Linked DNA regions of Mus musculus: regions 1, 3, 4, 5, 6 and 7 are each linked to region 2. The links are chromatin contacts, called in public HiChIP or PLAC-seq, Micro-C, capture Hi-C and promoter capture Hi-C maps. All regions are on one chromosome and are shown on one strand. The core of a region is the stretch at or near the end of the contact, and the rest is flanking DNA. Distances in the headings are between cores, read along the strand shown. Region 1 holds the start of Chrdl2 (chordin-like 2). Region 2 holds the start of Serpinh1 (serine (or cysteine) peptidase inhibitor, clade H, member 1). Region 3 overlaps Gm33720 (a long non-coding RNA gene). Region 4 overlaps Xrra1 (X-ray radiation resistance associated 1). Region 5 holds the start of Thap12 (THAP domain containing 12). Region 6 has its middle 26 kb from the start of Gm33720. Region 7 holds the start of Emsy (EMSY, BRCA2-interacting transcriptional repressor).

Region 1 (3,467 bases), core at 686-3,185, 650 kb after region 2:
ACATCTTAATCATACGAGTTCCAAGATGGCCAGAATGGGTTCAAGGGGGGCAAGGGGGCATCTGGTTTGTCGTTGAAATGATCAGCACAACTCTTGTGGAGAGTGTGGGGGAAAATACATTGGAACGCCTGGACCAGGGACAGGAGACCTGAAGACAGGCTGTGGGAAAGGACTGTGAGTAAGGACTGAAGACACCAGAGCTCTGAGGAAAGCTGAGGTGGCAGAGACCCTTCAGGAAAGCAGAATGAACAGGGTTTAGAACCCAATGAGCCCACCTTTGGCAACCTTAGACATCAAGACAGGTACAGAGCACACATTAGCAGAGACGGGGGGGGGGGGGGAGATTACTTCTTAGCAAACACTGTATCCAGGAGGGTGGAGTGGAGGAGAGCTTTGACAAGGAGAACCTAAGTCAGAGGAGGACTGGAAGGAGCTCATGTTTGTCTTCACTCTGAGAGCCCTGAGTAGGGGCTTTCTTGGTCACTGGTTCCTCCCACTGCTCACTTGGCGTGAGGAGTGCAGCCTTAACCCTGCCAGTCAGATAACCTGGAATGGGGTGTGGCCTGCCACTTCTCCATCCTTACACCTGTCCTGGTCTGAGACACTGGTAGCTGTGTAAGAGATGCTCAGGAATCAAGGTCCAAAGCCAGGACGACTGTGTTTGCCCACAGTGGCCCAGCAAGCTGTGGATGGCGCCAGCACCTTGAGTCTGCCCTCTCATTGCAGAGCCTGTGTGCTCTGGGGTGGACAGAGCTTGTTCTTTTCTTAGGGTCCTATTAGTTCAGGAGCTCACCTAACATGAGGTCTGGAGCAACAGCCTGCCCAGGCTGCTGGGGTTCTGGATCAGCGTGCTCACCTTCTGGTGAAAGGACAAAGCTCTGACCCTGGCTGTCACTGGCGCATGCAGAGCAGTGGGGCCTCGCCTGTAGAAAGAGTTCATCCTGGGCTGCTTGGTAAGTGGTAGCAGCAGTGACTCCATAGCAAAGCTACCTCTCATCTGGGGATGATGCCTAGGACCACCACCTGCCAATGGGAGATTCCAGGTACCTGAAATGGCTTTCCTCCAAAGTTGAAGTGCTTTGATGTTCCAAATCTTATTTAATCCTTTGCGACATTTGCAGGACGATATTGAAGACTTTTAAAGTAACTCAAATCATTATCTTAGTGCTGGAGAGAAAACCTTTCTCCTAGGCGCTATGTGCAAGCACACAGACTGTGTTCAAAATGGCAAGTGTCTCTGCACTCCCCCACCAAATACCCAATCCTGAGATTCCCAGACCCGTACTATGACCTTCCCCACTCAGTTTCATCTGAAATCTAACTGGGTTGGTTCCCCTTGCAGGCTGCGTACCGCGGGGAGCCAGGGGTTAAAACCCGGGGCGTCTGTGGCCCCCTTCCCCCTCCCCAGCCCCCTCGTCTCCACTCGGCGCCTTGCCTGGAGCGAAGGTTCCCAGCCCTGCACTAAAGGGGAGGGGGAGAAATGGGCTTGTTTCTCGTGGCCAATCCACGAGCTCGCGGTGCCTCAGAGGAGGCGCCAGCATTAGGGCGGCCCAGGGCTGCAGGCTTCCCGCGGCAAAGTACAAATGCGCCCGAGCGCGGCGTCTGGCGCCCGAGGCGTGCACAGCGGCAGCGCTCAACCTCCCCCGCGCCGCCACCGAGGGTCTTGTCGCCCCACCGCGCCCCAGACCCGCGCCGGACCCCGCGCCGCCGCGCCGCCGCCAGCCAGCGCCACAGGGACACTGCACCCCGGTGACCGCACCCCGCAGATCCCGGTTCTCTAGCTAGCACCTTCTCCCTCTCTGCCATAGCCTTTTTCTTCATTTCCCCAACTAATTTCTCTCTCTCTCTCTCTCTCTCTCTCTCTCTCTCTCTCTCTCTCTCTCTCTCTCTCTCTCTCTCTCTCTCTCTTCTCCTCGTCCCCTCCCCACCGTCCTCTCATCCTCACCTTAGACCTCTCCTGTCCTTGGCTCCTCTTCATCTTTGCTTTTCCGACTCCTCAAGCAGCGGTCCTACTTGGTCCTCTGAGGACTTACTTGTGTCCTTATCTCACTTTCTCCCGGCTCATCCCGGGGTTGTCTGACCTTGGGACAAGGAAGGATGGTTCCCGGGGTGAGGATCATCCCCTCTTTGCTGGGACTCGTGATGTTCTGGCTCCCGTTGGACTCGCAAGCACTATCCCGTAAGTAGAAACCAGGCAAAGTCTGGGCAGGCAGGGGAGGGATGCGAACCAGTGGGATGTACTTTGCTGGAAGATGTTAGTTAGGACCTGGGGACCCCTTAACGCTTGCATTTATCCAGGCAGCACCTGCATAGCAGGGGTAGATGTTGCTCCATGACCAGTGTGGGCTGGTGAGTCTTGGGGGGAGAAAAGTTTGGCAGAGTTTCTTTCTGGGGTGCTGCTGGGGGAAGAGCAGTGTGCATTGTGGGAAGGGACTTTACTCCCAGCAGCCTGATGTGTTGAGTGTGAAAGACGGAAAGGCTGATGAGCTCCTGGGCTGAAAGATGAACAAAGTGGAGTCCATTATCGCTTTTGATACTCACAACACTCCATGAGGTGTCATCATTACATTTAATTGATGAGTAAAATCGGCAGGGCAAAGAGAAGAAAGTTTCCGAAGCTGGTAAGCTATCCAAAGCCAAGAGTCTAATTCCAAATCCTGCCTTTACAGCGTCTGGGAGACACCCCGATGTGGGGCTGTGAGACTGGAAGGCATCGGGGCGTGGTGAAAAAAGATGAGGTTCTTCATCTTCCCAGCCTCACTGTGTGCCAGCTGATGGGTCAGACACGGAGGGCACCTCACCATCTCTTTTCTAATCTATAAAATAGGAGCCTCTTAAAGCCGTTAAATGTATTAAATGACAGGGAGCAGGCAGAGCAGCTTGTATAGAGATGCTACAAGGTGGCCTCATCAAAGTGTATCAGCTGCCTAAGCCCCCAGAGTTTCCACTTCAAACAGTAGGTTATGCAGGACCACAGCCTCTGTTTCCTAACTGCCCCTCCTTATGCTGGTGACTCCTTCTGAACCTCCCCAATAAAGAAACAGAGCCCAACAAGGACAGTAGTTTGCTCCAGGCCACCAAACTTGAAGACCCAGGTCCCCACCCCCTAGCTGACAACCTTTTCCAGGCTTGGCTCCACCTGCCAGCTCTGCTTCTGACTGGCTACTGGCTTTGTGGAGCTAGTGAGGCTAGATTCTGTCCTGCTTCTGGGAATGGAAATGTTGCATGTCTGTCTGACGTCCCCTAGCCTGTCAGTGGCATGAGAATTATGGACACCCTCATGTCTCATAAGACAACACAGAGAGCTCAGACTTGGCTTCAATTCCTGACTGCCTCTTACACCTGAGTCATTTTTCAAACTTCTGTGAACTTCAGTTTCTTCATCGGCAAACAAGAGCTACTAACCAAGGTCTAAGGATGTGGGGGAGGACTAAAGGGAGTGATGCTTTCAGATGCATACTGTCAAA
Region 2 (3,264 bases), core at 596-3,095:
CCTGGCTTGGGAACCTGGGGTGAGGAGGATTTGCCGGGGGAATCCAGGAGCCTCAGGGGTTTTAGTTTTACAACTGTGCCTCAAAAATCTGAGGGGGCAGGCAGGGCTGGGGAGAAGGGCCACCCCGTTAAGCCCAGCATTAGGGATGAAAGTAGGCAAGTCTCTGCAAGCAAGCCAACCTCCCGCAGCCCATCTGCACAGGCAAGCCCAGCCCATCTGCCACAGGGAAACGCCAGCCCTCCGGCCAAGGTTAGACATTTTACAGTACCATCAAAACAAAACCAAAAAAATATAAGATATCACAGAGCCAAAGGCCGTGTCCACCACTGGGCCAGGGAGCCTGTGATGGGAAGCCTGTAAGGGGAGCAGATGCCAGGAGGCAGGGAGGAGCACCAGGGGGTTTCTCAGACACTTGGTGGGTCTAAAGTACCTTGAAAGGGCCTCAGAGGGAGATCATTGCCTGCCTTTTTCATTCTGAAAGAAAACAGAAGAGTGAAGAAATGGGAACCCCTAGAGACGTGGGGAGCAGAGGCCGGTCGGGCCCAGTCCCCAGTGGGTACCCGGAGTAAGGAGGTGGATGACCTCTTTTGCAGAGGCAGAAACCAGGGCCCAGCTTGGGCCTCTTCGGCTCAAGCAGGTCAGGCTTTCTCCCGGGGGCTCTGCCTTCAGCAAAGCTCCCAGGCCGACCACTGTGGAGTCCTGTTACACAGCAACCCACTACAAAAACACCTCGGCAGGGAATCCTCGGAGAGAGACAAAGGACCAGACGGAAATGGGGGATGGGTACAGAACTATCAGAGAGTAGGGTGTGGCCTCGGCCTTACTTCCAGGCAACCAAAGCCCCCAGTTTTCCAAGGGCCTCCATGCGTGCCCTGGATGCCAAAGGGCCCAGAAGGAAGCACAGGAAGTTGATAGCTAGGCCGTTAGACCATACAGGGAATGGATGCCTTCTTCCTTTCGTCTGGAGGCTCAGGAATGTCCCCCAAGCTGGAGGCAGGATACCTCAAAGCCTCAGAGGAAGTCCTCGCCCTGCAGGAACCAGATGGGTGGACGGAAGGACCAGGGTGACTCAAGTCACCCAGGGCCTGTGGACCCTGACGACACCCCTTTCGGGTGAGGTGAAAGCAGAACTAATTGGTCAAGTCCGGCCACCTTCCACATAGGATACTGATTAAAAAGCGACTGCTCCCCAAAGCAAGGGGGTCCTTAACAGCTAGAGATGAGACACCAAGTCTACACCTCTTGTGCTAGGTTCAGAGGCCCCTACACAGCCTGTGGGGAGGTTGGTCTGGGATCAATCACTGCGGGTCCCTGGGCCTCCACTCCTGAGTTAGGGACTGCAGAGCTGGCCCTTCCCCGTGGACGATGGGACAGTCAGGTCTTTCCCCTCCCCTCTCAGTTGTGCAGAAGGTCACCAGCATTTAGTCCCAGCTCTACGCATTCCCTCTCACCACCTTTAACCTTCCCCGAGCTGAGACTTCTCCGTACTTTACCAGGCAGTCCGCGTACTAGACCGCAGCTCCAGGGAACCCAGGCAAGTGACAGTTCCAAGTCCGATCTTTCACTGCCCACCTGTGTCAGGACCCCAAGCTTTGGAGCGATCCGTTCCCCCTTGGCCAATGCGCAACCCCAAATCGCCCGGCCGCTCCCGCCCCTCACCTGGGCCGGGCTGGGCTGCTCCGGGACCGACAGGGCAATCGCTCCTCAGACAGGCTCTGCTCAGCTCACTGCCCCGGGCCCTGGATCTATATATGGCTGGCCCCACCCCCTCCTGCCTGTCCCAAGAAACTTCTGGAAAGTTGGAAACGCTTCCGGAGGGCGCCGTGGCTCGGAGAGGAGAAAAAAAGCCAAAGACCTCCCCCAAACCACCCTGGCTCCCGCCCCTGTGCCTGCGGGCTCTCTCCCAGCCCCTGGGTCCTACTGCCCCCTCGCCCTACTAGGTAGAGGGGACTCTCCTCCCGCACCAGCTAGACCTTGGGAGCCAGGGCATTCTTGGGATTCCGCGGTCCTGGACGTGGAAAAGCAGGGTTTAGACTCGAGAGTGAACTGAAGGCAGACAGGCTCCAAAGTCCTGCGCTCGGGGACTGGAGTTGTCGTCTTCTCGGGGTTGCCCACACAAGCCTGCTCTGATCACATATCCCTTCTGCCCCACATGACCCTGCTCTGCCCCAGTAGATCCATTGCCTACTGTTATCAAGCTTTAATCAGGGACCCCTGATGCTACTCCTTAGTCAGGGGCCCTCTCCTTTGCCTTAGGAAAAAGTCAGAGGCAGGGGTCCCTCTCCAAACCAGGGTTCACCCTTGAAACATCCCTGGGGAGGAGAGGCCCTGAGAATTCTAGCTGGACCCTCACCCTGGCAACCAAGTCTTGAACTGATTTCAGACAGACACCTAGGTGGTTCCACTGGACATGAAGTAGTATACAGCAGGGAACATCCTGGATGAATTAAATACAGCATTGTGTGACTTTCCTTCTGGGCCAGTACCCTTGGTTGATGTTAAGTCCTAACTGCCCCTTTCTCCGTCTCAAATGGGTCATCCCTGCTATCTCCTTCCCTCCCTCCCTATCTCCATTGCCTCTTGGGGCTCAGGGTCTCACTATCTCAGGCTCTCCCGCCCCACCCCACCTCTTACACTGAGATAGCTTCTTGAGCCCTGAGTTAACTGATAGTATTCTTTACTATTCTAGTGTCATGCACAAATCTGCACAACTGGGCAAAGTCCCTGCCTTCAGGACCTCCTTTGTGAGGGGTGTGTGCAGCTAGTGGGGAATTCAGTAGGTGAGGCCTGTTGTTTTAGGATCCTCCTATCTTCTGATAGTGGAATGACAGACAACAGATGGACATCACTAGAGAGGAGGTGGAGTGAGAGGCTTTTCCCCCTCTTTTCAGTGCACTGGGGCTGGAACCCAGATCCTCAGGAAAACCAGGAAAGAAAGCATCCTGCCACTGAGCCCCAGCCCCAGCCCCAGAGAGACCCTGTATGCATTCACTCACATTCAATCAACAGACTCATAAGTATTTTCTTTCTCCCAGATGCAGAGCCTGTGGAACAGATGTATCCTTGCACTCAGCATCCCAAAAGATGAGTTCTCTGCAGTTATAGAGAACAGTGGGGGAGGGAATGGACCCCCAGCCTTCCCCACTTCGGGCTGAGGGAAATATTAGATCCTAATAGACTTAGACCCCAATCAAAGGATCAGAGAGTATACGGATTTGCAAGTGACTGCCACAGATGATAATATCATTCAGAAGCCCCACAACG
Region 3 (3,595 bases), core at 933-3,432, 580 kb before region 2:
GATGGGTCAGAATGCCATGGCAGGCATGTGGAGGTCAGAGGACATCTCTCAGAAGAATTCAGATTATCAGGCTTGACAGACAGCACCCTTACCCAATGAGCCCTCTCCTGGGCCCAAACGTCTCTTCCTAAAGGGGCACTAATTTCATCACGAGGGCTCCACCCATGACATTAATAATCACTTCCAAAAGCTCCGCCTTCGATCACATTGGTGATTACATGGACCACCAAGTGACTTCAGGGAGATGCAGTCCTACAGTCAATAACAGTGGAGTATCTTTCCAGCTCGCCTAACCTTACACCACCTGAGAGGCAAGTGCTGGCACCATCCTCTGTGGCAGAGGGGACTAGAAGCAGCCCAGTGGCCCACAAAGTCAAGAGTAGCACCTAGGGGCCCAGAGGGCAAAGCTTATGGTTTGCTCATGACCACACTCAGCTGTCTCCACCTTCCTCCACAGAGTAGGAACTGAAGTCCCAAGAGGGCAACTGCTATATGGAACTGCCCAGCCTGTCTGCTGAAGAGCCTGGCCCAAGTCCAGGTGAGTGGAGCCGAATCCCCCTATTGAGGCCTGGCCTGGCCAAGGCATCCAGAAACACAGGCCCTCTTCAGGGCCAGCTGGAAGAGCTTCAGAGGCCCTGAGCTGGGAGAGGTGGGAGAGGCAGGTAGCTTGGCCCTTCCTCAGGGACAGATCCCAGCTCCACTGCCTCTCTGAAGGAGACTGGGCAGAGGTGGGGGCTCCAGCCTCCCTGGAATGGAATGTGCATTGTCCCCAGAACTTGGATTAGGAGTGTGATCTGGGGAAGGGCTGAGAACAATGGGGACCCAGGGGAACTGTTTCTCAGATAGACAGGGCAGGGCAGAGAGGGGCAGGCTGGGTAAGGCCCTGCCTGAGTGCAGGTGATTCATTGAGACCACAGAATAAATGAGAGCCCCCCCCCCCCTTTTCTCCACAGAACCCAGGCACCAAACCCAGGAGGATGCTGGGACATCAGAGGACGTCTGGAGCTCCTTCCCTCATAATTGGAACTGCCCAGAAGCCATATGGGAAGAGCTTCGGGGAAATTATGACACCATTTCACAGACAGACACACTGAGGCCCAGGGGCATGGGTTTATCACAGTCAGTCCACAAGCTAGGGTTTTTGCTATAAACTCTAAGAAAATTGTCCTTGAGCTTCCATTTTGAGTCCTTTCTTAAATTACTAAGGAAACTAAGAAGCTCAAAGGGCGTCCTGATTCCCCCTGTAAAACATACCCCTATTTTAGCATTTAGAATTCCTTCTGGTCAAAAGACTAGAGTATCTGGCTTAGGTGGATACGGAACATTTCAGTTAGGCCAAGTCCTTCAATTTAGCCAAGGGACCACCCCTGAGAAGGGGGTGGGGTGGGGCCGGGGGGGGGGCTCACCTTAAGCTATGCTAAAGAGATAGATGGAATAACTAGTTCTTTAATGAGATAGGTACCTTTGCTACCACAACCCAAGCCACCATTAGTGTAGTAGCCAAGGGGCTATAGCTGTTGGATATTCAAACCACTCAAGTGTGAGGAAAGGGTTTCCCTGCTGTGGACTCCCTTTGTAAATGTTAATATACTTTGTAAACTTTGTATCCTTTGTAAAGGTTGCAAATCCTCAAAGCAGGAAAGTGGCTAGCACCCTCCCCCACCCCCAACCGGAGGAGCTCCAGCAGCCAGGCCCCTCCCATAGGCAACCACTCCTGGGCTCTGAGACACAGGAGCCGAGGAGCCACCCACCTCTGAGGTGGGGCAGTGTTCCAGTACACCCTAGACCCTCCAATAAATCTCTTTTTATGAAATTTGCTGCCTGGTGTGACTCTCTTGTCAGAAGAAGACAAGAAACAATGAGGCAAAGAAGGGAAGGAGGAAGAGAAGTCGCTGAGCTGAGCGGAGCTGAGGCTCCTAAGCGTCTCAGCTCAGCTGGGGGCAGCAGCGCCTCTGCTGAGGAAACTTCCTCTCAGAGCTCTGTGGTTCCTGGGCTTCTGAGTCCCAGGACACCGTCCATGTAAGCAGAAACAACAGCCATATAGCATCTATGTCTGCCCATTTTCCGAATCATTCAGAAAAGTGTAACTTCTCTTCTCCTTTCCACCTCTTTTCTAAGCATTGTTTCTTTTTAGGCTTTCCCTCCAACATTTCTGCCTTCCTTCCTCTTTGTTTAAAGCCTCTCTGCCACCATGGGGCTGCCTGTCTGCCATGTATCTGACCTCCCTACCAGCTTACGTCGTGTGGCCTTTTCTCTTCCCCTCTCCATTCCTACCCTCTGGGCAGTTGTGGGGGGTTACAGCTTGCCAGCCATGGGGTTTTTGCTATAAACTCTAAGAAAATTGTCCTTGATCTTCCATTTTGAGTCCTTAATTGAGTTCTTAAATTACTAAATTAGGAAACTAACTTCTCTCCTGATTTCCCCTGTTTCATCTTGTTCTTGTCCCACGGATCTCCTCTTTGGACACTCTTCCCTCAACCCCCTGGACCCGGAAGGCCAGTCACTTCAGGACAAAGAACGTTTCCACCCTGAAAGTGTGCCACTGGTTCCTGGTTTCTGTTTCCTGTCCAAGTGCAGGGCACCCCGGGAGGCCCCTCAGCCTCTGCTAACTGAGATCTCTCCCCAGCCATATTCCCTTTCAGCAGTCGCTTGGCTAGTCTTGTCCTGGTTCCTTCTCACTGGGTTCAATTTTCATTCCCCCTTTTGGGAACAATAGCTCTTACAGGAAGCTTTGGGGTCAAGTACAGCGCTGTTTCTACAGTATGACATTGGCCAAGACACCTCTCCTGCCAGCTGAACAGATGGAAAGGACTATCTAAAATGCCTTGGATGAATCCCCAAGCCATTGGAGGCCTTGATGTAGCCCTCCCCTCCTCATGTCAGACTCAGTGCCTGGAACCTCATGCCCTTTCTTCATGTTCTGTACCCAGGGCATGTTTTCAGGCTAGCAGGGACCTGACCTGAGCTGGAACACACACCCCGATATAGCTTCTGGCCTCTGACCCAATGGATGCTTTGGGGAGAGGGTGTTTGTTGGGGGGCCATGATGGATGTCCTTAGGAGATTCTCTGTGTCACAGAGAGCCCAGAGCCTAGGGCTCTCTGGCAGAGATTTAGGGCAGATTTCACGAGCTTGCCTTGTGAGAATTTGATACACTTACGGCTGAACACACTCTCTCACTGTCACAATTCATCTCTTGTTTTCACATTATATGATACTCTAATGTTCTGTGCTCTCCAACACAGGCATGTATACACAAACACACATGCACACATGTGCGTACACACACAAGTTCTTATTATTGCCCTACCTTTCTGCTCCAGGGACCTATCCATCATCTATCCATTTACCCATCTACTTATTCACCACACCCATCCATCATCCACCCACCCATCTTCCATCCATCCATCCAGTCTACTCACCCACCCACCTACCCTCCCACCCACCCACCCTCCCACCCACCATGTCTCCTCCTACTACCGGTCTGCTCATACACCAAACCCATCAATCCACTCATCTACCCATCCAGCCAGCTATCTACCCACCACCTACCTATCTATCATCCATTTGTCTATCTGCTCACCCACCCATCATG
Region 4 (3,226 bases), core at 460-2,959, 530 kb after region 2:
TGCCTGAGACTGGATCAAAAGATAAATACACTGGGCCAGCAAGATGGTCGAGTGGCTGCAAGCACCTGCTGCCAAGCTTGGTGACTTGAATTTGATCCCTGAGACTCACATGATAGAAGAAGGGAACCATCTCCTGAAAAACTGTCCTCTGACACCTGCATGTGCGCGTGCGCGCGCGCGCACACACACACACACACACACACAAGAAATTGACTCAGGAATCGGTGCTTTGGATTGAAGGGCAGCTGTGGAATGATACTGCCTTGTTGGGAAGATTGTATACAAGGCATACATGGGGAGAAAAACTGAGGCTAGATGCACTGGCAAGGGCTTGATTATCAAGGGCTTTGAGAGTTGAGCTTAGTCCTCTAGACAGAAGAGGCGTGGAAGGCTTTTAACCAGGGAATCTCAGAGAGGAGGGGTTTTCCATGGGAGGGGAATGAAGCTTGAGATGGGGAGTGAAGGGGATTGAGAGAGTGATCTGGGAAGAGATGGGAATCACAGGGGCAGGGATGAGGCTGGGGATACCCAGAGACAGTTCTAGAAGGGGTGTGTCAATGAGTTTGTTTCAATGAGTTGGAGGATAGCGTCCATCAAAGCATCTAATAAGATCCTTGCCTTAGAAGAAAGTGTATTCTGCTAGGAATGCCTTGGTATAAACAGGCCAAAAGGCCTGATAAATGCCCAGCTTCATTAAGGACAAAAACATGGGGGTCACTCACAGCCACCTATAACACCAGTACACAGTTTTATGTCCATCAAATATTGGCAAGTATGAAAGATGCTAACCACAGCCAGCCCTGCGTAGTCAAGGGAGACTCTCGGTGAAAGTCAAATATAAGAAAGTTGTGTGAGTCCTTAAAGGAAATTTGGCAATGTCTCTTAAAATTTAAGATGAGGCTGGAGATCTGGCTCAGCTGTTAAGAGTATTTGCTGCTCTTGCAGAGGACCTGGGTTCAATTTCTAGCACCCATGGGGGCCACTCACAGCCACCTGTAACTCCAGTTCCAGAGGATCCAGTGACCTCTTCTCACTTTCATTGGCTTCTGCACATACTTACTGCACACAGTGTCACACAGGAACATATACATATAATAAATAAGTAAATAAATAAATCTTTTAAAAGTTGAGATAGTCACTGCCTTTAGTAGTTCTGTTTCTAGGAATATATTCCACAGAAAGAGACTTACCCAAGGGAATTCCCCCAGTCAGTGTCTTATTTGACCTTACTGAGCCTCCTGACTCTCAAGCTCTTGTAGGCTACATAGTACACCAGGTTCACTTAGAAGCTTCTAAGTGATTCTACATTGTGTTCCTGTAGGATTTCAGGAGTCCTACAGTGGAGTTCCCATGGTTGACTCTCTTGCAGGGTTGTCCACTAGCCAAGAGTCACCCTGGGTGCTGGACAGAAACTCTCATTGGGTAAATGCAGGGATCACCCTTGTTTGGAAATCTCATCAACACAGGAACCAATGTGCCATTCCATAGGTCTATATTACAGAATACCCATGAAGGACATGTCTGATTCTAGGAGTCACCACTTAAAGAGAAGCACCCCCTTCGGGCATTTATAATTTATACCTTCTCCTGGTCCAGACATAATTTTCCACTCTGCAGTCATTTTTACCACAAGCAATAGTTGCCTAGTAACACAGTTACCATAGCATGTGCTTTAGGTTACCAGGGAAACAGGCCTAGAAAGTGAATCTAAGATCCAGTTGTCATGCAAGAAGGAGTCCTTGATTACCTCCCTCCCACATAGGTTACACACTACCAACAGGAAAAGCGAGTGCATGTCTATACTAGAAAGATAACTAAGATGCTGGACAAGTTTAACCTGGAATAATCTTCACATCAAACTGTGAAAGGAGAAAAGCCACTGTACAGCATGTATTCTGTTTTTATAAGAAGAAAACTGTATTTCAATACATACATGAGAAAAATATTAGGTATATACATAAAATTTTGAACAGTTGACACTAAATGTTGGGATTAAAGGAACATTTTTCCCCGTGATGTTTGACTATTTGGGGTAAGCATGTTAGCATCTCTAATCAGAGGTTATCTAGGAGTGTGGCTCAGTGGTAGAGAGTTTGCCTAGCATGCACAAGACCCTTAGGTTGGCCCCTGGATTGGGAAGAGAAAATAATATATATCAGTTTTAAATGGACAGGCCTTCCATTTGAACAGACTTAACATTCGAGCCTTAGTTTTCCCAGTTACCAGCCACCTTATTTCAAATAAGTCACTTAGCCTTCCAGAGATGTCATTTCCTCAGTGATAGGATGAATGGATTCTTGTTAGTGAAGTAGCTAGAGGTTTAAATTTTTCTTGGAATCCCCTAGAGATGAAGTAACAGGCAGTTGGAAGCCACCCAGGGTGGACGCTGGGAACTGAACTATACTCTGCAAGAGCAGGGAATTCTCTTAACCTCCAAACCATCTCTCCAACCTTATGGTTAGAGATCTGAGGTCTGCAACATAAAGCATCGCCCACAGCTGGAAGCTCAGTGAATGATCATTAGCATCTTCCTCTGTAAGCCTTTCCAAGCTCAAGATCCTCTCTTATTCTCTTTCTCTCCCCCCCCCCCCGTTTCCATGTAGATGTCTTTCACACATTTCCAGTTCTAAAGGAACTGGAGCTTGCGTTCAATGGCATCAAGATGGTCTACGTGAAATATGGAGACTTCAAGACATTGGAAGTAAGTTGGAGGTAGGAAGTTTTTGATCCTACCTGTTCCCCTGTAAGAATGAGTATAGGCATCTCGACAGATTATGACTTTGGACAAAGGTTCTCTGGGCCTTCACTGCTAGGCTCTTGCTTCTTGCTTCTGGCCTCTGGAGAAGATGGTGGTGATGGTGGTGGTGGTGATGATGATGATGACAATGATAATGATGATGAGGAGGAGGATGGTGGTGGTGATGGTGGTGAAGGTAATAGTGTTAGTGGTACTGATGGCAGACAGGTAATTATGGCCAAGGTGTATGACCCTGGAATGTAAGTGCCAAGGGTCATTCATATTCAGAGGAATCTATAGAAAAGTGAGTTTAAACGGAGTATCATAGGAGGAAGAGTTTCATGGGAGATATATCTCCTTAGGTGTTTAGAGAGCTTGAATCCAGCTTTAAAGCAGGGTGCAGTGAGCTAGAGACTATGTGGACCAATACCAAAGCATACCCTGACCTCAGTAAGCGAGGTTGGTCCCAGCGGACTGGGGTAGTCCCTT
Region 5 (3,440 bases), core at 835-3,334, 650 kb before region 2:
GGTTTAGAGGTTTAGTCCATTATCATCAAGGCGGGGACATGGCAGCATCCAGGCAGGCATGGTGCAGAAGCTGAGAGTTCTCCATCTTCATCTGAAGGCTGTTAGTGGAAGACTGACTTCCAGGCAGGTAGGGTTAGGGTCTTAAGCCCACACCCACAGTTACACATCTGCTAAAGGCCACACCTCCTAATAGGGTCACTCCCTGGGCCAAGCACATACAAACCATCACATTTCACTCCCTGGCCCCCACAGACTTGTTCAAACATATGAGGCTATAAGGGCCACAGCTAAACATAGCATAATACAAAATACATTTAGTCTAATTTCCAGAGTCCCCAGTCTATAGCAGCTCAACAATGTTAAAAGTTCAGAGTTGCTGGAGAGATGGCTCAATGGTTAGATCTGACTGCTCTTCCAGAGGTCCTGAGTTCAATTCCCAGCAACCACATGGTGGCTCACAACCATCTGTAATGGGATCCAATGCCCTCTTCTGGTGTGTCTGAAGACAGCTACAGCGTACTCATATACATAAAATAAATAAATAAAATCTTTTAAAAAAAAGTTCAAAGTCTCTTCTGAGATTCATCCAATCACTTTATTGTAATCCCAATAGCAAGACAGGAAACCAGCTGGGCAAACTCCAAACGCTGCATCTCCATGTCTGATACCGTAGCAGTCGTCAGATCTCCTACTCTCTGAGCATGCTCCCTGCAGAAGGTGGCTGGCAGGGGCCCGACTTCTGGGATTCTACACAGGCAGAGCCATTTCCTCATCAGCACTCTGCTGCAGCTAACTCCACATCTCAGAACTTGTCCTCTTTTCCCTCACCTATAAACTAGCGTTCTTAATTTCCTTTGAATGACCAGATGGACACTCAAATTTCCCCAAGTTCAGGCTGATCCTTCAAAATACTTGCTATAGCTTTGACAGACGTTTTTCTCGTGTTCAGGTTTCCTTTCAGAATGAATCTAATGGTTTCTTTCTCTAAATGTAATTTCTTCAGCCATCCTTCTCACTGTTAACTGCTTGTTCACACAAAGTCCGTGACCTTTTGGATATTTGCATCCGTTCTGTGGGTGACTGGACGACTACTTCATGGATCATCTCAGACATTTTCCCACCCTTCTTTAAACCTTTTGTGCCAGTCAAATACTCAAGCCCTCGACACCACTTCACCCCCATACGCTTCTTTCAAAAGTGGTGGGTCTTACTTGCAGACGTGTTCGATTTTACGCAAAATTTGATACTTTGTTCTAAATAGCGGCCACTCATTTTGAAACAAAACCATACAGGAACGTTATCAGGCCAGGACTGTGAGAAGCCTGAGGTAAAAATCTCTAGGGTGCTGCTGGCCTAATCATTGCACTATTCCTGCCTCTCTGGAAACCACCAAGGAAGTTACTGCTTTTCTGAGCTTTTACCCTAGCGTCTAGTCAAGGTGTGCGGCTAGCAATCTAGCACTAATTCGGTCACAGAGTAACCGGAAGGCAAAACGGGTTAAAAATTAAATCCTCTACAACTCATGTTTGCGTTCAACCCGCGAGTTGTTTCAAAGCAATCGCAAGGGTCATCCCGAATCTGTTGCCTTTAAGAGTCTACGGTGACTCACGCAATGGACGCATGAACCGTGACAACTTTTACACAAGCCGGGCAGACGCAGCCGTGAAGTAACGTTCTAGCTTGCCCTGGATCTGCAGGAACCCGCACACAGCAAACCTACCCGAATAACCCGGGGTTGCGCTCGCCAGTCCCGGGGAGACTACAGCGCATGCGCAATTCCTTCCTTGCGCGGGTTGGGTTGTGCGCATGTGCATTGAGACTACGCAGCTGGCCCGACCCTCTCGAGTGCGCATGCCCGCCCGCAGGGACGGTCGCCTGCGAAGAGGGCGGGGGCGGATAGCTGAGGGAAGAGAGGGCACCCTCCAGCGCCAGGGTGCATTGTGGGAAGGAGGCGGTAGCGTCCCGGGCGGGCTGGAGGTGCAGCAGCGGCGGCGGCGGCGGTAAATCCTCCCGGCCGCACACAGCACTGTGGAGCCGCGGCCCCAGCCCAGCCTCGGCCCGCGCGCCCCTCCTGCCCCTCGCGGCTTCGCGCGCCAGCCCCTCCTCCGCGCGCGGCCTTGCGGAGCCGGCCGGCCGGCCCAGCTCCCCTCCCCGGCCCCGCGGGGCGGCCGCGCTGCCCTGACGAGGCGGGGAGGGGAGGGCTGGACCGGCCGGCGGCCGGACGACCATGCCGAACTTCTGCGCTGCCCCCAACTGCACACGGAAGAGCACGCAGTCTGACCTGGCCTTCTTCAGGTTCCCGCGGGACCCGGCCAGGTGAGTGGGGCGCGGAAGCTTCAGGGACTTGCGCGCACGTGCGCTCGCGGGCACCCGGCCCAGTGGGTGCCACCCGGGGGCGCGAAGGCGGATGAAGTGGGCGCTTAGCGCCTTTGGTGGTCCGACGCGGTTCCTTAGCTGTCAAAGAAGTAACCCTTCTCCAGGGCTGTGTTCCCAGGGGCCCTGCCTTCCCCCGCGTCACTGGTCTCTTCTAGGACAGTGTTTCTGTTTGGAGGCGAGCCGCTTTCTTTGATCTTAAATCAGGTCACAACTGCCTCCTTCGGACTTGTCAACCCAGTGTTCAAATGCCGACCGTTACTCATTGTCTCCCTTGGTTGTTGGGACCACAGAGGACAAGTGTGAGGGCGTGGGAATATGGTATTGCAACTTCACTTTTCCTTGGGGTAGTTTATAATCTGGGACGTAGTCTGAGAATCATAGGGACTTAGTGTGATAGACTGCAGGTAGTTCTCAGAGCTCTCCTGTTGGCTCATTCGTTTAAAAATCAGTGCTTAACCATGTTTGAAGTACTCATGTCAGGTGCTGGAGACTCGAGTGAATTTTGTCACGGACGGCAGAAAGCACCTAATCCACAGAGAGAGAGAGCAGATCTATCAACGAGCGCTGAATATAGCATGATATTAATTGAGCAAATATTTATTGAAAGCCGACAGTTGGTAGAAATTGGTCAGAGTATGAGAGTGGGTAACATGAACCAATGAAAATCCCTCTTCTCAGAGGTTACATTCAAGTCTTGGGAAATTGGCAAGTAAAATATTTATAATACCGTGTCCAATAATGAAAAATATCCTGAAGAAAAATACAGCAGGGGTTGGAAGGGCTTTTAGCTAGGGAACAGGTGGAAAGATAGCTCAATGCTGAAGAGCACTTATACTCGCAGAAGGCCTGGGTTCTATACCCACATTAGGTGACTTCAGTTCCAGGGGATTACACAACCTCTTCTGGCCTTCCTGTGTACCAGGTATGCTCAAAGTGCAAAACGCTCGTGCATATACCAGAGCAGATTAAAGAAAAAAGCATAGCCAGGGAGCTGAGCAGTGGACATTGTCTGTTATCCCAGCGCTGAGGAGGCAGGGAGAATTGAGATTTGAAGCAGGCCTGGG
Region 6 (3,287 bases), core at 702-3,201, 560 kb before region 2:
TGCAAACACAGAGTGTGAGCATGTCCGTGTGCCTTCCCCACTCTGCTCCTTGTTGCTAGGTCTGGAGGATGGAATCAGTAAGGAAGGAAGTATTTACACCACGGAAATTGGCAAATGATATAAATCAAGTTTCCCTTTTCCTTCAGGGAGATGACTGTTAAATATTTACTGGCTCACGGGTTGGCCTGGCTTCTGTCACCGTGAGTGGAAGCAGGCAGTGTTATCATGCACAATCATCTCTGTGCAGTGGTGGGGCTGATAGCAAAGGACGGAAATGAGCCTGTGGCCGGTGAGGGGACTAGGACACATGGCTTATGGCAGGAAGGCTCCAAGACAAGCCAGGAAGCTTTGAATCCACAAGACCTGGAAAAAGAGCTATGAAAGGTTATCCCTGCTCCTGAAGAATTTAGCAACTCGCAGTTCTGTACAGCATACAGATGCTGGGGTCCCCTAGGACTGCTGTGTTTCTGGACTCTTTTATTCTTTGAGGCTTCGACCAATAAACAGAGAAAGAGAGGCCATGTGGTTTTAACAGTGACATGCTTTGGTTTGTTCTCCCCTTGTGTCAAGTCTCTCTCTCTCTCTCTCTCTCTCTCTCTCTCTCTCTCTCTCTCTCTCATAATTTTGTTTGTTTGCATTTCAAATATTATCCCCTTTCCCAGTCTCCCTTCCACAAACCTCCCTCCTCACTCTCCTCCCCTTTGCCTCTAAGAGGGTGCTCCCCTATCCATCCACCCACTTTTGCCTCACCCTCTAGCATCCCCCTTCTCTGGGGCATCAAGCCTCCGCAGGACCAAGTCCCTGTCCTCTCACCAATGCCAGATGAGGCAGTCCTCTGCTACATATGTAGCAGGAGCCATGGACTGGCTCATGTGTATTCTTTGGTTGGTGGTTCAGTCTCTGGGAGCTCTGAGGAGTCCTGTGAATTGATACTGTTGTTCTTCCTATGGAACTGGAAATGCAGCATCAAAAATGGAGCAGAGGCTGAAGGCCATCCAGAGACTGCCCCACCTTGGGATCCATTCCATCCACAGACACCAAACCCCGACTCTATTGCTGATGCCAAGATGTACTTGCAGACAGGAGCCTGGTATGGTTGTCCTCTGAGAGGTTTTAGCAGCACCCGACTAAGATAGATGCAGATACTCACAGCCAACCATTGGAGTGAATCAGGGGACCGCAAGGGAAGAGTTGGGGGGAGGCTGAAGAAGCTGAAGGGAATTGCAACCCCATAGGAAGAACAACAGTATCAAGTCTCTTTTGCTGTCAGTCCTGAGCCTCTGCGTCCTGCTGAACTTCCAGTCCACGCACAGCTGTAGCTTCTGAGTGCCTACTGTGTGCTGAGTACTTCTCCTCAGGAGTACTTCCTTATAGCTGACCTCAAATGCTCAGAATCTTCTCTCCCCAGCGCTACTGCTGCTGGGACTGCAGGCGTTCACCGTGCTCAGGCTGAGGTCATCTTAGTTCTGTCTCTTCTCAGACAGTACAAGCTCCCCAAGAAGATATGACTTGCCCAAGGTCACCTAACCATCAGGTAGTGGAGCCAGAACCTGCAGCCAGGCTGTCTGCCTCCTAGGCAGGCTCTTCACCCTACCCTCTTGAACTCTCAAAGTCAAGATGGTATCTATTCAACTCTCCATCTCAGGAGTCTTAACGTGTAGGTCAGAGCTGGAAAGGACTGGATAAATGATCTAATTCTAGCTTCTCAGTACTTCATCAGACCAGCCGTCTCCCGACACACCAGCTTCAGAACACCAGCCAGTGGTCCGGAGAAGAGATGTGGACACCCCCACCCCCTTTTCTGAGGATCTCTGGTTTGGCTGGCTTGTTTATCATTGTAGGTAGGGTCAGGTTAAATAATGGCGATTTCAGTGCCGTTACTGAGAGCCAACGCTATTGCTATGGCTTTGAAACATAAACAGAAGAGAATCTATTAGTCACCAAGGAGCGTAACAAGCTTGTTGAGTAATCAGCCTGCCGGCCTTGGTACCTGCGAACCACAAGGATGATAAATGAAATACCATAGACTCTTGGGCTCTTGCAGGTGGGGGTGGGGTAGGGAGGTCACAGGCCTCTCTCAACTATTGCCTATCCCAGAGACAGGGAAACTGAGGCCAGAGAGGACACACAGGAGTTCTGGGGAGAGGGTGGAGTTTGGGTTGGAAGTCGGTGCTCGAGGATAGCAGTAGACAAGCTCATGTGCCAGGGTCCCATACGGCATCTCCATTTCCCCTCACTTGCTTTTCTCCTCCATCTGACCTTCCCCCTTCCCTCCCCTCACAGATAAGACTGCCAGAGCTTCTAGAGAGACTTGGGAACAGGGTGTGGCTTCCGGAATATCCAGCATTGGGGACCAGGGTTGTGTCCTGTCTCCCTTAAGCCAGGCTATTCACTTGCAGCTGTGTGGGTGGATCCAGAAACCATCTGGACTTTGCCAAAAGGGCAGAGGCCCCAAAGATTTCTCTAAGACCCAATGAGAAAGAGCCTCAAATCAAAGCCAGGCTTTGAATTCTGAGTACTCAAAAATCCCATAGTTGGTGTGAATCAGTTCTTTCCCCAGGCATATGGCCTCAGACCTCAGTTTTCCTTTTCTATAAAATGGGCACAGGAATGTTCCTCCATCAAGGAAAATTCTGCTGAGCACACGGCTGTCAAAGCTAGCATTTCTATACTTTTGATGTCAGAGTGCTGAGCTGAGCCACCTGCGTATGCCGTCCTTTGACTCTCACTATAAGCTTAAAGCTAGATTTCATAGTTTCAACCTAGGAACTATGGGGCTAAGGCAACCAAGGCTCAGAAAGCCAAAAGGACCTGTCCAAGACTCTCACATCCAGACTCAGCATCCACACCGAGGAGGCGATGGATCATTTTCTGTAGGCACTTCAGACAGGAGAGTAATGCACCCTGGGACAAGAATCTTTTTTTAGGGGCTGGAGAGATGGCTCTGTGGTTAAGAGCACTGTCTTCTCTTCCAGATGTCCTGAGTTCAATTCCCAGCAACCACATGGTGGCTCACAACCATCTATAATAGGATCTGATGCCTTCTTCTGATGTGTCTAAAGACAGTTACAGTGTACTCAAATAAATAACACTTTTTTAAAAAGAATCTTTTTTTTTTAATTTTGTTTTTTCAAGAGAAGGTTTTTTTTCTGTAACTTGGAACTTGATTTATAAACCAGGCTGACCTTGAACTCACTCACAGAGATCCAACTACCTCTGCCTCCAAGTGCTGAGATCAAAGATATGTGCATGCCACCGCCACCCAGCTGGGACAGGAATCTTAAATC
Region 7 (3,463 bases), core at 421-2,920, 700 kb before region 2:
ATAGAAAGCCTTCGACTGGCTACAAACTAAGATTGAAAAGATAACTCATACCATTTTCATCTCCACACTCCAGCTCCTGACAAAGGAAAAAAAACACCATTTGAGAGCACAATGACCCAGCTCATACTAACAGGGGAAAGAACAGGTTTTAAAGTCAAACACTTCTTGGTTCCAGTTCCAGCTTTACAACATAATTAGTTGTTTCATCCTTGTGAATTGGCCTCTCTGAACCCAATTTGTATGCCTTTATTTTAAAAAAAAAAAAAAAAAAAGTAATCCCAAGTTTGTTTCAAGTATTATTTAGAAAACAGGGCAAGCCAAGTTCTGTCATAGTGGCTGGCATATGACTTGCCAAACAGACTCTACCACCTGTGCAACCTTGGACAAGTGATTTGACCTCTGCCAGTTTCCTTAATAATAAGTTAGGAGATAAAATAAGCAAACGGTGGAGCATGTCATTTGGATAAATGAAACTCAATAACTCTTTTCTCAAGTTTTGGCAGTAAAAAAAGAGTCATTTCGACCAGTTACCAAAAGTTTAAAAGCCTAGAATTTCGCACTGTGAATTCCTTGGTCAAACAAAACTACACTACAGGTTGAGAACTCAGTAGATCTTCCTTAACATCTGTTAAACTGATAAATGGATGGTCAGCAGCAGAGTAGAATGAATGAATGAGCCAGCCTAAGAGTCAAACACTAAACCGATATGACTCTTCAACTGCGTTCCAGGCTCTGGGTTGCTAACTCCAACTCTTGGCCTCAAGTGGAGCCCCCTTCCCCCTACTTCCCATAGTCCTCTGAGCTCAGAACCAACTCTGAGCGAGCCAAACTGGATGGCGCGCCCCAGCTGGCAGGATGACATAAAGAAAGGGGGTGGAGAGGAGGAAGGGGCAGAGCCAAAGGAATCCGCTCGCTCCCCAAGCCAGTCCCCGCCTCCCGGTAGAATCTCGGAGGCGGCCGGCGACCGCCCGAATCGGGTACCACGTCACGGCATCCCAAAGCATCCCCTCCAGGGAAACGCACGGCGGGGCCGCACAGCAAAGGAAAGCCGGGCAGCAGAAGCCGGAGCGTGCTCCCGGCACCGGGGTCGCACCGACTCCGTCCCCCGCTCAAGTGTCAGCAGGCAGCCCGCCCCGCCCCCTCTCTAAACACGCACTCGCTCACAGCACCACAACAAGAGCAGCCCGCCCGGCTCCTCGCCCGCGCGGCTCCGAGCGGGTTCCAATGTCAAGCCCGCGCCCCCGCGGCCAGCAGCCAGTCTTGGGAACCCTGGCCAGCGTCCGCGCCTCGCGCACTCCTCAGCGGAGACGACAACGGAGAAAAAGCGGGGGCACGGACAGACAGTCAGACAACCCGGAGTCGCCTCGGGGCTCCTAGACCTCGACCTCCGGCGTCCCATCACCAGGCATGCCGGAGTCGCCCTCAGTCCACTTGAGGGAGCCCCGCGATCCCGTTAGGAAACAACGGAGGATGGGGCTGACCGACCCAAGCCGGGCTCCCCGTGCCTGGCCAAGCGCTCCCCTACCCTGGATAGCCTGCCAGCTTTTCCCAGGACCCTGCCTGAGAGACACCCACCTGCCCGGCCTTTCGGGGCTCATCTAAAAGGCTCCTCCGCCAAGACTAGGGGACACCAGGAATTAGGTTTGTTTGCGGTGCCTCAGAAGGGGCAAGATGGCGACAGATACCAGAGCGCAGGCGCAGGCGCGCGCGGCTCGCCGGGAGGTGTAGTTCGCCTTTCCCGCCTTTTGAGAAACGAGCACTCAAAAGCCTCCATTCTTCCTGTCCCTTTTCCTCTGCCTTTTGAAAGGAAAGGGCGGACAACGCGGGTCCTAGTGGGAGTTGTAGTCCGAGTCCAACCTCGCTCCTCTTTCTCTTGCTGCTTGCTGGTCACATGCGCAAGGAAGTCTGGGAGTGTAGTTCCTTTCGGCTTCTACATTACCCTCCAGTCTCCAGCTTCGCGCGCCTATCCTCCGGTCTTTCCCAGCCAATCAGCTGCTCTTTCGGCTGTACGTGTGGCGTCACACGTAGCGGTCAAGATGGCGTCTGTAATTGGAGCTGAGCTTCGACCTTTTCACTCTAGCGAGGGTTGGGATGAAAAGAACACAGCTTGGTCCCTGATGCCCAGTTGAGGATTAAGATCTGGTTCCGTAGACGCTTGGGAGTAGTCATCAGCGTCTTCCAGCCACCCAAACGACAACTCAAGAAAGGTTATCCACTACGGAGAGAGAAGACCTCACAGTGGCCCGTACACCTTTCTCGGTGTTAGGAGTTGCAAGTGGAGGAAAGGAATCCGAGCGGTCTCAGCTTGGAGTTACGCCATGTACGAAGTAGGAGAGGTAGTGATATCTCGTGCAAAATCTGACAAAGGGAAGAAGGGACTTACTTGAGGCACTACGACATGGTAGGTTCACCATCAGCCTTTGTTCTTAACCACACAATGTTGTGGAGGCCTTGTGCCCCTATTTTACAGATCGATAGGGACCCAATATATTGTTTCTCTGATCCAAGAACTCAAAGTTAATTTCTAGTATTATAAATCCCATCGAATTTTGTTGTGTCCTCCCTCTAAATAAAGAACTCTGGTAGCATCGGATGCAATGAAAGTGCAAATCTTGAGGAATTGTTAGTGTGCATCCTTCTGTTAGCAGATTCCCGTGAAAACTAGGGTAACCACTGGGAGGACATCTAGCTCAATGGCAGATTGCTTGTCAAGTATGTGCAAGACCTGGAGACCTGAATCGGATTCCTAGCACTAAGGGATGTTAGGATGGACACACGAGAAAAACTACCCTGTGGGAATATTAAGATACACAACGTGAATGAAAGTTCTTTTCCTAGTTCATTATGAATTACATTTATAATCTCAGCACTGTAGAAGTGGAAGAAGATGAGGAATGCAGGGTCAGACTGGACTGCAAGAGACACCGAGACCAAAACAAGAAAAAAGAAGAAGTTTTTAAGTAAATTGTGAACCACTGCATATGAGTCTACTCCTGCTCCTGAATGGAGCTGTAGGTTAGTCAGAAATAAAAAGGACCATTTCCTATACAGCTCTCCTGGCCTTCTTATTGCACCCTATTTTGAGGTCAGTTTCTTAAGAATACCTTGCAAGGTAGTAAATTAAGTCTTCTCGAGACAGGAATCAAAGGTGTACACCACCACCACCTCACTGGTAAATTAAGTTTTAATAGGAGGTTTTGTAATTTAACAGACATTCTATGATTTGACTCTTGCAGCATCTCCGTGAGACAGGCGTAATTAAGCTTCACCACTCTATAAATGGGAAAGCACAGTTGTTCAGGAACTGGTGAACTGAGAGGGTTCACATAGTAGAGCCCTGTCTCTAAAGAGCTGGAGAAATGGCTCAGTGCTTAAGAGCACTGGCCTCTCTTCCAGAGAAGCTGGGTTCTATTCCCAGCACCCATATGGCTCACAACCATTAATTCAGTTACAGGAGTACCTT

What was found. Promoter capture Hi-C pulls out the DNA fragments that hold promoters and counts their contacts. Hi-C and Micro-C count contacts between places; a contact is called where the count stands out from the background. HiChIP or PLAC-seq counts read pairs in DNA pulled down with a chosen protein or histone mark. Capture Hi-C pulls out chosen DNA fragments and counts their contacts.
Region 1: a contact with region 2 is called in a capture Hi-C map of macrophages, with 4 times the contacts expected there. The contact joins the promoter of Chrdl2 here to the promoter of Serpinh1 in region 2. A contact is called at or near these places in 4 of 39 promoter capture datasets (liver, pre-B cells and stem cell-derived epiblast-like cells) and 2 of 9 other capture datasets (liver and macrophages).
Region 3: a contact with region 2 is called in a promoter capture Hi-C map of hematopoietic stem and progenitor cells, with 5 times the contacts expected there. The contact joins the enhancer-like site here to the promoter of Serpinh1 in region 2. A contact is called at or near these places in 3 of 39 promoter capture datasets (hematopoietic stem and progenitor cells and liver), 1 of 484 Hi-C or Micro-C datasets (the N1E-115 cell line), 1 of 115 datasets of contacts at active chromatin or transcription factors (embryonic stem cells) and 1 of 9 other capture datasets (liver).
Region 4: a promoter capture Hi-C map of hippocampal neurons shows a contact between it and region 2, with 2.5 times the contacts expected there. The contact joins the enhancer-like site here to the promoter of Serpinh1 in region 2. A contact is called at or near these places in 4 of 39 promoter capture datasets (hippocampal neurons, liver and pre-B cells) and 1 of 115 datasets of contacts at active chromatin or transcription factors (cardiomyocytes).
Region 5: a contact with region 2 is called in a Micro-C map of embryonic stem cells, with 2.7 times the contacts expected there. The contact joins the promoter of Thap12 here to the promoter of Serpinh1 in region 2. A contact is called at or near these places in 1 of 39 promoter capture datasets (liver), 1 of 484 Hi-C or Micro-C datasets (embryonic stem cells) and 6 of 115 datasets of contacts at active chromatin or transcription factors (astrocytes, differentiating embryonic stem cells, embryonic stem cells and 2 more).
Region 6: a FOXA1 HiChIP or PLAC-seq map of pancreatic cancer cells shows a contact between it and region 2. The contact joins the enhancer-like site here to the promoter of Serpinh1 in region 2. A contact is called at or near these places in 4 of 39 promoter capture datasets (cranial neural crest, hematopoietic stem and progenitor cells, liver and 1 more) and 1 of 115 datasets of contacts at active chromatin or transcription factors (pancreatic cancer cells).
Region 7: a Micro-C map of embryonic stem cells shows a contact between it and region 2, with 4 times the contacts expected there. The contact joins the promoter of Emsy here to the promoter of Serpinh1 in region 2. A contact is called at or near these places in 2 of 39 promoter capture datasets (the 3T3-L1 cell line and embryonic stem cells), 1 of 484 Hi-C or Micro-C datasets (embryonic stem cells) and 1 of 115 datasets of contacts at active chromatin or transcription factors (embryonic forebrain).

What each region holds. Positions count from the first base shown.
Region 1 is chr7:100,004,469-100,007,935 of GRCm38.p6, forward strand. Chrdl2 (chordin-like 2) reads left to right here and starts at 1,936. Exons shown (of 11, transcript NM_133709.3): 1 at 1,936-2,179. The coding sequence starts at 2,098.
Region 2 is chr7:99,351,394-99,354,657 of GRCm38.p6, forward strand. Serpinh1 (serine (or cysteine) peptidase inhibitor, clade H, member 1) reads right to left here and starts at 1,846. Exons shown (of 5, transcript NM_001111044.1): 1 at 1,660-1,846.
Region 3 is chr7:98,768,774-98,772,368 of GRCm38.p6, forward strand. It overlaps Gm33720 (a long non-coding RNA gene), which reads left to right. Exons shown (of 3, transcript XR_378355.1): 2 at 458-538; 3 at 954-1,068. Among named protein-coding and RNA genes, the nearest start is that of Gm33720, 7.6 kb to the left of the region's middle. Within about 2 kb of position 2,183, at least 70 of the 459 cell types and tissues checked have an H3K27ac peak or open chromatin away from gene starts, as enhancers often do. A contact at or near this core is called in embryonic stem cells and hematopoietic stem and progenitor cells, where this site is marked.
Region 4 is chr7:99,876,767-99,879,992 of GRCm38.p6, forward strand. It overlaps Xrra1 (X-ray radiation resistance associated 1), which reads left to right. Exons shown (of 19, transcript NM_001164258.1): 7 at 2,604-2,701. The region is part of intron 4 of Gm38405 (a long non-coding RNA gene); the gene reads right to left. Among named protein-coding and RNA genes, the nearest start is that of Xrra1, 19 kb to the left of the region's middle. Within about 2 kb of position 1,710, at least 8 of the 459 cell types and tissues checked have an H3K27ac peak or open chromatin away from gene starts, as enhancers often do. A contact at or near this core is called in hippocampal neurons, where this site is marked.
Region 5 is chr7:98,701,163-98,704,602 of GRCm38.p6, forward strand. Thap12 (THAP domain containing 12) reads left to right here and starts at 2,085. Exons shown (of 5, transcript NM_028410.2): 1 at 2,085-2,316. The coding sequence starts at 2,228. It overlaps Gm15506 (predicted gene 15506), which reads right to left and starts at 1,766. Exons shown (of 1, transcript NR_144495.1): 1 at 1-1,766. It also overlaps the pseudogene LOC108167485.
Region 6 is chr7:98,786,965-98,790,251 of GRCm38.p6, forward strand. No RefSeq gene overlaps it. Among named protein-coding and RNA genes, the nearest start is that of Gm33720, 26 kb to the left of the region's middle. Within about 2 kb of position 1,952, at least 26 of the 459 cell types and tissues checked have an H3K27ac peak or open chromatin away from gene starts, as enhancers often do. A contact at or near this core is called in pancreatic cancer cells, where this site is marked.
Region 7 is chr7:98,654,899-98,658,361 of GRCm38.p6, forward strand. Emsy (EMSY, BRCA2-interacting transcriptional repressor) reads right to left here and starts at 1,671. Exons shown (of 20, transcript NM_172280.2): 1 at 1,576-1,671.